Regions from separate parts of the Capra hircus genome. Here region 1 is linked to region 2. Evidence: chromatin contacts called from public Hi-C data. All regions are on one chromosome and are shown on one strand. Each heading gives the region's core, a stretch centred on a gene start, on an enhancer-like site or on the middle of the called end of the contact. The rest is flanking DNA. Distances are from core to core; before and after follow the strand shown. Region 1 has its middle 48 kb from the start of RPIA. Region 2 has its middle 150 kb from the start of PAX8.

The links. Hi-C and Micro-C count contacts between places; a contact is called where the count stands out from the background.
Region 1: a Hi-C map of blood shows a contact between it and region 2, with 2.8 times the contacts expected there. The contact joins two enhancer-like sites. A contact is called at or near these places in 3 of 5 Hi-C or Micro-C datasets (blood and liver).

Annotation. Positions count from the first base shown.
Region 1 is chr11:46,940,218-46,946,674 of ARS1.2, forward strand. No RefSeq gene overlaps it. Among named protein-coding and RNA genes, the nearest start is that of RPIA, 48 kb to the right of the region's middle. Within about 2 kb of position 3,419, at least 1 of the 5 cell types and tissues checked has an H3K27ac peak or open chromatin away from gene starts, as enhancers often do.
Region 2 is chr11:46,789,098-46,794,940 of ARS1.2, forward strand. No RefSeq gene overlaps it. Among named protein-coding and RNA genes, the nearest start is that of PAX8, 150 kb to the left of the region's middle. Within about 2 kb of position 1,669, at least 1 of the 5 cell types and tissues checked has an H3K27ac peak or open chromatin away from gene starts, as enhancers often do.

The DNA.
Region 1 (6,457 bases), core at 2,169-4,668, 150 kb after region 2:
GAAGAAGGAAATGGTAACCCACTTCAGTATTCTGGCCTGGAGAATTCCGAGGACAGAGAAGCCTGGCAGGCTATAGTCCACTGGGGCACAAAGAGTCAGACACAACTGATCAACTGAGAGCATACACACACACAATCCCTCTTGAGCACAGCTCTGTTAGAGGCCCTGGGCAGATCATTCTCCAGCCATGGAGACCCTTCCTAGAGAAATAAGGCACCATTATTTAACCTGACAAACACGGGAGCTTACTGCTTCCTAACAGTTTGAACTAAGTGATTTGAAAGGTTAAATTCTACCAATTACAGAAATACTTTTCAGAATCCAAAATTATCTTTTATTATCAAGTGACACATGAACAATAAAGATAAGTTCAGCCATTCTGGATTGAAAACTGAAAATACTTTACATTTAGACAATTGTCTAAAATAAATTGCTTTAGTCAATTAAGTCTCTTCTCCCTAACTTCTCACATTCATTTGCCTAGTTCCACTCTGGAAAGTACTTAAAAAGGAAAAAATAGGTTAATGAAAAACACTGAAAGGCATTGAATATTTTACTGAAAATGTTTCCATTTAATTGTTGGAAAAGTAATCCATGAACTTGGTAAAACGTTCATACAGTACAGAAGAAAAATCATGGAAAGCAAATCTCTATTTACCACTCCATGTTCCCCAGATTAAGAAATTTTTAACAAAGTGTTTTAGCTCTAAAGTACATTTTTAAATAAAAGTGGACTGAAACCAAAACCTGAAAAGTTAGAAAAGTCATAGCAAGAAGCGAGACTTAGAGTTACACACTGTATAACCTCTCCATATAAAGTAATACTTCTACTTCCAAAACCAAAACTTTTGAAATTCTTTTAGAATTGTCCTTACTATAAAAATTCAAGTTATCAAAGTGTTAATTATTTAATTTCAGAAAAGTATTCCAAAAATAAGTTCTAGAATTCAGTCTCTTATTTGGATAAATATTTGGGGTCGTTTATTCATTGCTGTCCAGATGGCTGGACATCACCACTGATGCAATGAACATGAACTTGGGCAAACTCCAGGAGATGGTGAGGGACAGGGAGGCCTGGCGTGCTGTAGTCTATGAGGTTGCAAAGGGTCAGACATGACTGGGTGACTAAACAACAATAGCAATTCGTTGCTGTTGTTTATATCTGATATACATGAATGAGATGATCCGCTGAGGTTCCTATAGAAAGAGGCATGCAGAAAATATATTTTATCCCATTAAATGAATTTATACTTAATGAGAGGGGAGGAATAAATTAGGAATTTGGGATTAACAAATACTATACATTACTATACATAAAACAAGCAAGGACCAACTGTAAAACACAGGGAACTAGATTCAATATTTTGTAATACCTTCTAATGGGAAAAAATGTGAAAAAGAATATATATATGTATATGTGTATAACTGAACTAGTGTGCTATTTGCCTGAAACATTGTAAATCACTACACTTCAAATTTCAAAAAGAAAAAAATATAGAAACATATAAAAAATTATAATTAACAAGTACTTGCCATAATTGAAAACAAAAGTCAATGAGATTACTTAGAGAAAGAAGGAGTCCTCTTTTCTCCTCAAAACTTTTAAACTTAAATGTAAAGCTACTTATGGCCACATCTCACATAATAACCATCAATTTTAGGAAGATGAATTCATTGTAGTGAATTTTACTGTATGTGAATTATATCTCAATAAAAAATAAGTATGCACTAAATAAAACCCAAGAAATTATACTTGAAGGAAAGAAGCTGATTTAAGCCATCAGCCCAAAGGGCCCAACTCTCAGCTCTGCAAAGTACCTCCAGAATTTCCCATATCGAAGGGTATTTGGGGGAGAATGGATACATGTATATGTATGGCTGAGTCCCTTCACTGTTCATGTGAAACTATCACAACTTTGTTAACTGACTATACCCCAATACAAAATAAAAAGTTAAAGAAAAAAAATTCCAGGTCCACACTTACAAGTGTTAGCAGCCTTGGTTCATGCTTATTCAGAGACTTAACTTTTCATGCTTAAAATAGTCTACTTTGATGAAACTATGCTTATTTTCTCCAATTAAAATTGCATCTACCTATAAGGGAAAATAATTTGAAAAATAATATATATACATATATGTATACACACTTGCTGTACATCTGAAACTAACATACTGTAAATCAACTTGAAACTTAATTTTAGTTGAACATTTAGTTTTCAATCTTTTCCTTACTCGTTTCCCAAATCAGAAAAGCATAAAGTTGTAAAGCATTCTATTATACTCAGTGAGGGAAAGAAAACCACACAAATGAAAGCACACTCTCTCAGCTGGGGAGTAAGTTGGAAAAGTAAGTAAATTGGAAAAGACCAACTACCTGGAATGATATGAAATTATGTTTCCACCTCCCTGGGCTTCCTCTGGAGTCTCCAAACCCACCCACCCACCCCTACACACACACACACACAGCCTGGGTGAGACCCAGGGCCCAGCCCTTACCCCAGAGTTTCTGCACGGGCACCAGGTTGGCAGCACTCACTGTGGGAGGCCTGGTGGCAGCCCAGAGTGGCTCCTCAATGGGGCTGCAGGTGCCTTCTGTACCAGAGATCTGCTACATTTTACAGTGTCAACTATTCAGAGTTTGGCTCTTTCTCCCCCAGTCAAGCTTCCCCGCTCCCTAGAGCAATCTCCTGTGACCCCTAGGGACTTGTATGTAGCTGTCCAGGGAAGACAGTCTGCCTGAAGAGGTCATGGAGGAGTTTTGGTGAGGTGGGAATTCCAGCTCAACCCAGCCTAGCCTGCACTTCCAGCCATGGGAAAGCTCTGTGCATCCAGGGGAACAGATGGAGGTAAGGGTTAGATGAACAGAGGTATCTTTCTTGTCTTGACTGCAAAAAAAATAGTCCCCTGCCACTCACTAATGCAGCTCAAACTACTTCTGACCCTTGGCTGGTTAGTTTGCCCAAGTTGGTCTACTAGCATCAGTCACTTTGGGTGAGATGGTTTGAAGAACCAGCAGAAACTGCACAATACAGAGATTTGCACACAGCAATTTGAGATAAGGATTCAAGGAAAGGCTGATTCAAACAGCATTTACTATTACATGACATCTAGGACCGAGAACTCTGACCACTGGCACATCCGGGAAAGTCTCTGTAGGCCCTGCATTATCAGTACAGTGGGGCTCAAGCTTCAGTGGACACACGTGTCAAACACCCCAAAAGAAAAATCAAAGACCCTCCAGTTCCAATGGTGCATGCCTTGTCTTTCTCTTGAATCCTGGCAATAACTTGTCTAAAATAGAAGGGAGGGGCAGTTCTGAGATGGGGAACGCCAAAGACAAACCTGCTGGGGCCAGGGATAGTCAACAGGGCAAGCTCGCCCCTTGGGTCCCACTCAGCAAGGGCCACCGCGAATCCCAGTCGGCCAGCCAGCAGGCAGAGCAAGCCTGGTGTGCGGGGCTGGAGAGCCCTCTGCTGGCTATCGTGAAGAGACAACACCCAGCTCTTGGCAACCCCATGGACTGTAGCCTCCTCTGTCCTGGGGATTTTCCAGGCAAGAATACTGGAGTGGGTTGCCATTTCCTCCTCCAGGGGCTCTACCCGACCCAGGGATGGCAGGCAGATTCTTTACCACTGAGCCACCTGGGAAGCCCCAGGGCTTGGAGGCTGACTCCCTAAAGCCTGGAGATGAACGAAAGAGACTCCGTATCTAAAACTCCATTGTCTGACTGCGTCACATCCATCCTTATATATGTATAACCTTTGTAAAATATTTGACATATCCCCTGCGCATACTCACCATTTTTTTTTAGTTTAGTAATATTGTTTGGATTCTTCGGCAAATACAGAAAAACACTGGAATTCCCTGGCGGTCCAGTGATTAGGACCACTATCAAGGGCTTGGGGTTCAATCTCTGGTTGGGGAATTAATCCTGTAAGCCACACAGCATGGCCAAAAATAAATAAATACAGAAAAACACATGAAAATGAAAGTCACATATGATCCCATCAGCAAAATAACTATTACTTTCAACACTATTTAATATGCATAATTTTCTATTGGTCGAGATCATGCTCCACCTACTGGCAGATGCATTTCTGCCCTTGGCGCCATTGGTTAGTCGGCTGATGGGAGGCTCTGGCTAAAGGTTAGGGTGGGAAGAAAGCTTAAAGCAAAGCTTTAGTTCCCCTCTGCTTTGGGGAGGAATTTTCCAGCAGTGGCTACATCTCCCTTGTGGTCCTAGCTTCCACCAAGTGCCCAGTTTCTGGGTTCTGATGACGTCACCTTTTCCTGCCCTGGGAGTGCAGTGGCTTGTGGCTGTCACTCATCTCTGGGTCAATTCAACACAAGGATTGCTTCTCTGCCCTTCCACTTCCTGTGAATCATTTCCCATAATAAATTCCCTTTGCTTGAAATGCCTAGAGTGGCAAGAAAATGCCCTTTACTTTCCTGACTAGGACTGACATATGTCACTCACACCTATGCTTTTCGGTTAATTTGTCACTCAATATTATTCTATAAAGGTTTTTCAGTGTCTTTTGTTCTTTGAAAATCTTTATTTGCTGCATAATGTCTCATGACATGACACCTTACTGGATTTGTGTTGTTCAAATTTGTAATGTTTGCTAGATTGCAACATTGGTATGAACATCATTGTAAATAAATTTTTATCTACATTTCTTTTTTTCTCTAAACATTCAGAACTGGATTTTTTGCGGGGGAGGAGCGTTGGTTTTTGGGTTTTTTGGTTGCATCAGGTGACCTCTTAGTTGTGGAATGCAGGATATTTGTTACATCATGTGGGGACATTTTGTTGTGGTATGAGGATTCTCTAGTTATGGCAAGCGGGCTCAGTAGTCGTGGTGTGCAAGTCTAGTTGCCCCTCAGCATGGGGGGTCTTAGTTCCCTGACTAGGGATCAAACTAGAGTCCCCTGCAGTCCAAGGTGGACTCTTAACCACTGGACCACCAGAGAGGTGCCCCCTATCTACATTTCTAAGTACTTGATCAGATTCGATTCCTGGATGTAACTGAAAAAGATTGATTCAATTGAAGATTCTTGGTAAGTATTGCCTCCAAATCCCCAGAAAGATTAGACCAATTTACAGTCCTACCAGAGGTCTAAATAGAGCTTGTCTCACCTTGCCCTCTACAACACTGATTAGATTATTTGCTAATTTTATAGACCAAAAAAGGCATCTGCTAGCTATTGTTTTAATTTAGATGTGTTTTGTTTTCATTGTTAGTGAAATAGAACTTTTTCTGGTGTTCATTAGCCACATGCATTTACTCTTTTGTAAATTATCTACTTTACCATTTACTGTCCAGTCCGTAATGATTCTCTTATTGACTGAGGTATCAGTCAAGGTTCTTAGATGCAAACAACAGAAATTGGTTCTGGCTAAATTAGGCAGAAATGGGATTTATTTAAAGGATACAATACATCTCCAAAATGGATCGCAAGGCTGGAAAATTAGGTTTAGAAAATAGTACTTCCCCAGTGGTCCAGTGGTTAAGACTTCACCTTCCAACACTGGGGGTGCAGGTTTGATCCCTGGTCAGGGAGCAAAGATCCCACATTTCTCATGGCCAAAATACCAAAACATGTAAACAGAAAAAGTATTTTAACAAAATTTAACAAAGACTAAAAAATGTCCATGTTGAAAATAGAACCAAGGATACCTGCTAACAGTGGAAATATGGCCAAGATCTAATCCTAAACTGATCTAAATAAGGTGCTGTATTGTGGTTGCTACCCTTAATGTTGTTCCTGGCCTTGCCGCCACCACCACTGAATGCTGAACGCTACCATCAGCATGAACACGGTGTGTATTTCTCCACCTCTGTGAATTTGGTCTGGCATTTTCATTTGCTTTGAGTAATATGAGTGAAAAAGATATTGTACAATGTCTGAGAAAGCCTTCTAGCTTTCACAGAAATGCCCTTCTTAGAATCCAGCCGCCTTGCTCTTAGGAAGCCCAAGATGGCCCATAGAGAGTGAGAGGCCCAGGCAAGCCCCAGACATATCAACCTCTGCCACATTTGCCCAGTTGAAGTCACACACTGTCATACGTGATGGTGACGAGTCCAGCAAGCTCTGCTCAACTTGCAGGACTGTGAGCCAGTGAATGCTGGTAATGGTCTTAAATTGCTCCGTTATGAGGTGGTTTACTACACAGCAGTAGATAACTTGAGATGTTCCCTTAATGTTCACATCCTAGGCAGGAACAGCCCATTGATCAAGCCTAGGTCCATGGGCTGGGAGCCAGGGAGCAGGAAGAAAGGATGCTTCAGGTGTAGTAGAAAGACATGCCTCACAGCAAGTTCCCACAGTGAGGAATTCCCCAGAGAGAAATAGGGGGCTCAGATGCTGGAGAAGGAAAAAAAAAAATCTGTTAAACTCAATACCTGCCTTTTATCTGCCTCTGCATATCTGCCCTTTTTGTATATTGATCTCA
Region 2 (5,843 bases), core at 419-2,918:
AAGGTACTAAACTCTATCAAGTAACACTTTTCTGATCTAACAGTGGTCTATGTACCAACTGATCCCCGAGTCCTCAAGGACCCAGAAAACACAAAAACCACCGTGAGCAGACTGGCTTCCCACTGCGTGTTGTAGACACAGCTCCTCTGTCTTTGCAGCCAGAACAGGAGGGTTTGGGGACTCCCTGGTCTCGTGACACTGATGGCAGAGGTAGTTTCATCTTCATCCACCATTTCCTCCTGCCTGTCCTCTCTGCAGCTCACAGCGACTCCAGGGGATGTGGCCTCGGTCTTCATCCTACTTTGGAGAGCACTGATCTTCCTGTATTTGGGCTGATCCTGGCTTTTGAGTTCTTCCTGGTCAGACTCCAACCCCAGCTACGTTCTTTCTAACTGGAGAAAGAATCAGTGACTGCGGGTGAGATAACCAGGACTGGCGTCACTGGGTATATGAATGGCTTCCTGCTCTGGCCCAGCAGTGGCTCCACCCCCAGGATGGACACCCACCACTTTTGCTGCAACATCCCATCCTGGGCTCCCGCAGGCCTGTGTCCATGCCCGGTCCACACTTCATGGCTCCAGTCTCGTGTGCAAGGCTTCCATCTTCCTTCCTCCAAGGTTGTCTTCCTCCCACTTCTTGAGCCCCATCACCCTGCACCTGCCCTGAGAACTGCCAGCTCTTAGGACGTGGGGGTGGGGGAAACATGCAGAGCTGGAAACAAATGGATTCGGGGACATAAAATCAGTCATTGGCCGGGAGAGGACCATAGCTCCTCCACCCATGGGATTCTCTAGGCAAGAATACTGGAGTGGGCTGCCATTTCCTTCTCCAGTGGATCTTCCTGACCCAGGGATTGAACCCAGGTCTCCCACATTGCAGGCAGAAGCTTTAACCGCTGACCCAGCAGGGAAGCCCCCCTGAAGGCAGTAGCTTGGGTTAAAGGGAAAGAAAGACATGAACCGTCATTCAAGGAGGTTAGGACACACATAGCATGGATGTGTATAAAGGCATTCAGAGTTAGAATATAGCTGAAAATTGTCAGGTATGGAGGGACTAAGTCCCTGCCTTGGTGGCCTTGGAGGACATGCTGGGACAGAGCAGTTAGTATGGAAGTCACAGTGCTCAGCTGGGATAACAGGGAGCAATGGAGATGCTTGGAATCTGGGCGCTTACTGACCAATCGTGACACACACATTTTACTGTTCTTCTCCCTCATTGCCTCTCTGGCCGGTGGTGATGACAATTTCTCCCACCAAGAATATCAAGGAATCCAGCAAGAGGAAGCCTCTGTGGCTCCAATAATATTCACTGGCATCAAATAAAAGGAGCCTGTTTAATTCCTTTGAGTGTCGTACCTGATCCAGACCCTGTCTTAGAAGGAGAGAGACCAAGAAAGCATGACATGGATCCTGAAGAAATCAAAAGAACCCTGTACTCACAGGGGAGTAGACTGAGTGTGTCCTGTGATCCCCAAGGGGAAGTAACTCTCTGAGGCAAGCGTGTGCTGCCTGTGGGACCCAGACCCGGGCACTCCCAGCCCCTGAGCTGTTACTGAGGTCAGCCAGCCCTGCAGCCTCGTCCAGCCCTGCCACGCCCTGCTGATTTACATGTTTCCAGAGCACAGCCCACTGCCCTGGACACTTCCTCATAGTCTGGTCACAGCCTGGGCGGGAGTCCGCGTCCAGGTCAGGACGCACGGTGAACATGAGGGCCCCCCGGCAGCTCCTTGGTCTCCTGCTGCTCTGGCTCCCAGGAGAGGAGGGAGAGCACTGGGGGACTGTGCAGCCCAGTGTGGTCAGTACCGCCTGGCCCTTCAGGGAAGTCCTCTTATAACTTGGTTAATCTTGTGGAGATATGTTTTTGTGTTTCCAGTCTCAGCTGCCAGGTGTGACCTCCAGATGATTCAGTCTCTATCCTCCCTGTCTGCATCTCTAGGAGACAGAGTCTCCATCACTTGTCAGGCCAGTCAGAGTGTTAGAAATAATTTACAGTGGTATCAAGAGAAACCAGGGAAAGCTCCTGAGTTCCTCTTCTGTGACACAACCAGTGTGCACACAGGGGTCCCATCCCGGTTCAGTGGCAGTGGATCTGGGACAGATTACGCCTTCACCACCAGCAGCCTGGAGGCTGACGATTTTGCAGCTTATTAGTGTAAACAGGAAAACAGTAGACCTCCCACAGTATTACACACCCGAACATAAACCAACCAGGAGAGCAGATGGGTGAGGCTGGGCTGCCCTAGCTCCTCTAGGTACCTTCATCTGCTCAGAGCATTTCTCAAATGCAGCCACATGTGCAAGTTACTGATTTATGAAAAATAGTCCTATAGAATCTATATGCAGATGCATATGTACCTATTTGCTATAGTGATGTTTGGCACATATTATATACCATGAATCCAAGTCCAACAGGGGTCTGTGACTCCCTCAGACACACATACAGGCATTATAAGTGTTTACACAAAATAGTCATGTAACTTAAACTGAGAGGAATCTGATTATATTCGATCCTAACATTAGTGTATATGACTAAATATAGTACTTGCTCCATCTAGGGGAATTTTCTTTTTTTTCCTTGTATCTAAAACTCCCATCAAATTGATATGTTGTCTTTAAAATATTTCTAAGTCTGTAGGAATCCAGAGGGCATGAGTGGAAACAAGTTTTCTAATGTTAAAAGTGAAATATTTGCATCCTGTGAAATTCATATTCATGGTATGTTGACAATGATCCCTTGAATTCCAAGTAGATTTTTGTTTCGTATGAGGCACAATCTTGTTAACTTCATCAAACAAGTCATAGACTTTGTGATTTACAGAAATAATGACAAGAAACCTACCCATAAAGAAACACAATAGAATCAAAGATGTTTCCTCTTTTATTTACACACTTGATCTTAGCCAAAAGGCCAAGAGGTGATTCCTCTTTATGTTTATAATATAATAAAATATTTGGTGCTATTACCTGGAATAATAGATTTCTAAACATTCTAATAAACAGCTTCAGACTTCACATAAGGCTGTAAGGATTCCAGAAGAGACAGCCAATCTGTGGGGGGAAAGTATTCCTAATTGACTAGGATAAGTATTCCTAGGGAGAGCATTTATTTTTTATTCATGTATTTATTTTTAATATCTGACTCTTATTCTCTGATTGATCAGCCTTGCTCTAGAAGGATAAATATGCAAATTTCTGGAAGCACTGAAAAATGGGACTGCTAGTACTTCAAAGTGCACTTGGACTTTGGGGATCCCTGGCTTCTGGCCAAAAGTGACTAAGTAGATGAGAAGTTCACTCCTGTGAGGCCAATGCTTCCTTAAGGCAGAAAACCACTGTTCTCACTTGCTTACGCAGGCCGTGTATTTTTATCGTAAGATAGGAAGGGCCACTAAATACTTCACTCATCCCTTGTGTCTTTTCTACTCTGAACTTTCCATTTGTGTTAACCAGAGAGGAAAAGAAGTAGTTAGTGAGAATTTAGTTGGTTCAGATATCAGTATATGTGATTTAATTTGATGTTTTTATTTTCCAGAGTGTCTTGAATATCTTTTTCAAAATTATAGGAATTTCTTTTGACTTGAAGTGTGAAGTGTTAGTTGCTCAGTCGTGTCTGACTCTGTGCGACCCCATGGACTGAAAGCCCACCAGGTTCCTCTGCCCATGGAATTCACCAGGCAAGAATACTGGAGTGGGTTCCACTTCCTTCTCCAGCAGAACACGTAGGCACAGGGATCAACCCACATCTCCTACATCTCCACACTGGCGAGCGGTTTCTTTACTACTAGCGCCACCTGGGAGGCCTCTTTTCCTTGGTTTATTGATCCTTACTGAAGGAAAATAAGAGTAACTATGCTAAAGCCCGTTATAAGAATTAAATAAATGAATACATACAAAATACCGTATGACTAATTAAGTTTATAAGTGAAAGTGAAACATGAGTGAAAGTGTTAGTCGCTCATTCTTGTCTGATTCTTTGCAACCCCTTGAACTGTGACCTGCCCGGCCCCTCTGTCCGTGGAATTCTCCAGGCTCTCACTCAGCAAATACTTGTTAGTATTGTCAATTTGCTTCATCTTGTAATTATGTAGATACAATCTTTCCCATCATGTTTTTATTTCAGATCATTCCATAGATTGTCATTATCTTCTGAAACTCCCACTTTGTCAAGTGGTGGAATAGCTTATTTCCTACAACCTAAAAAAAAAAGTGTACACATTTGGAAAAAGAAATATATATATTTGTTGTGAGGTTTAGTTGGTGAGTCCTTTCTGACTCTTTGTGACATCATGGACTACAGCCGGCTAGGCTCGTCTGTCCAAGGGATTTCCCAGATGAGAATACTAGAGTGGGTTGTCATTCCCTTCCCCAGAGGATCTTCCCCTTAGCAGAGATCGAACCCATGCCTCCTGCACTGACATTGGCAGGTGGAGTCTTCACATAGACATCAAAGGGGTTCCGGGTAAGAAGGAGTTTGATCCCATTTTTAATTTTTGTTCATCAACACCTCTCAGTCTATTAATATCTGTTCATCAACACCTCTCAGTCTATTCTCCTATTTTCCATTTTGCCCCATATGTGTGCAACTGCCACAGGGAAACTCAAAACTCACAAACCCAGGTCCATACAAGGTCCCTCCACAGCCCTATACAAGCCCACACTTCTGCCTCTCTCCATCCATCCTGGTCCCGCTTGTGCCCACCTTACTCCACCTGGAATTTCCTTATGTCGGTGATAATCTTTCTCTCAAAAAATCTAGATGTGGAGACTGTCCGGAAGCTCAAGATAATTCTTAATGATTGATTCTATCTCATTTCCAGAGATTGACAGCATGCTAGTAAAGAGAGAATGTACTGAAAAGCTAAGAAATAGTGACGCGTAGGGACCTGAGCCTATTTAACTCTCTTTAATGTCCCTTAAACACATTGCTATCTCAGTAACAGCTGTTCACAAGCTAAACACCTCAAAGAAAGGAGAAGGTGGAGGCCTCAAAGTCAAACAGCTTTCAACAGTATCTCTGACCCTGATTCCCTGGAGGAAGCAGCTGCTCAGCTGAACCCACAGGGGAGGGATGTGTTTAGGAACATATATGCACTGTTTCCATTGAAGGTTCTGTGCACAGAAGTCACATTCAGGGTCCCCAGTCTCCACACTGGGCACACTTTTCTCAGTGATAAAATTAGTCTCCAAGGACCACAGAGAAGGTTGGATCCTGATTAGCACAAAGCCTTCAGGTAGAATGGGGGAAGGGCCACACCTGGGAGAGGAGATGAACCAGGAAGAGCAAGGAATCACCGGACTGAGGGCCAGCCTCCAAGTCATGTCTCCCTGATCGGATGAAAGTGATCAACACCTAGCATTTTGCCAGAATCAAAAGTAAATTATTTCTGAGTGACAAAAATTATTCCAGAGTCTAAAATCATCTCTAACATTTTTAGGGAAATTATGTCTGTTAATCTATGTTCACGTTAAGTGTATACGCTACAGCCTCACTTGCATATATTATCAAGGGGAAAAATACTCAGTTTGAGAGAAGGTAATCAACACAGGTGGAATAAAATAGACATCGAGACAGAGCCAAAGGATCTGTAGCTATGAGGGACATTACTTTTGTATGCTTATCATATAAAGTGATAAGATGTGGAATAGTTTCATGGAGCCACAGACTTTTAAAAATGACCAAGAAGAATTAGGGACCTGCATCAACAAGAGACTTGACTGACATCTTCCAGTGCTTGGTTGCTTTGGGTCCAGTCGGTGGTAGATACTCTGCAAAATGTTGGCATCACACCAGGTTATAATTGCATCATGCCCACATCCTTAGGTTTAGCTACATCCTAAGGATAT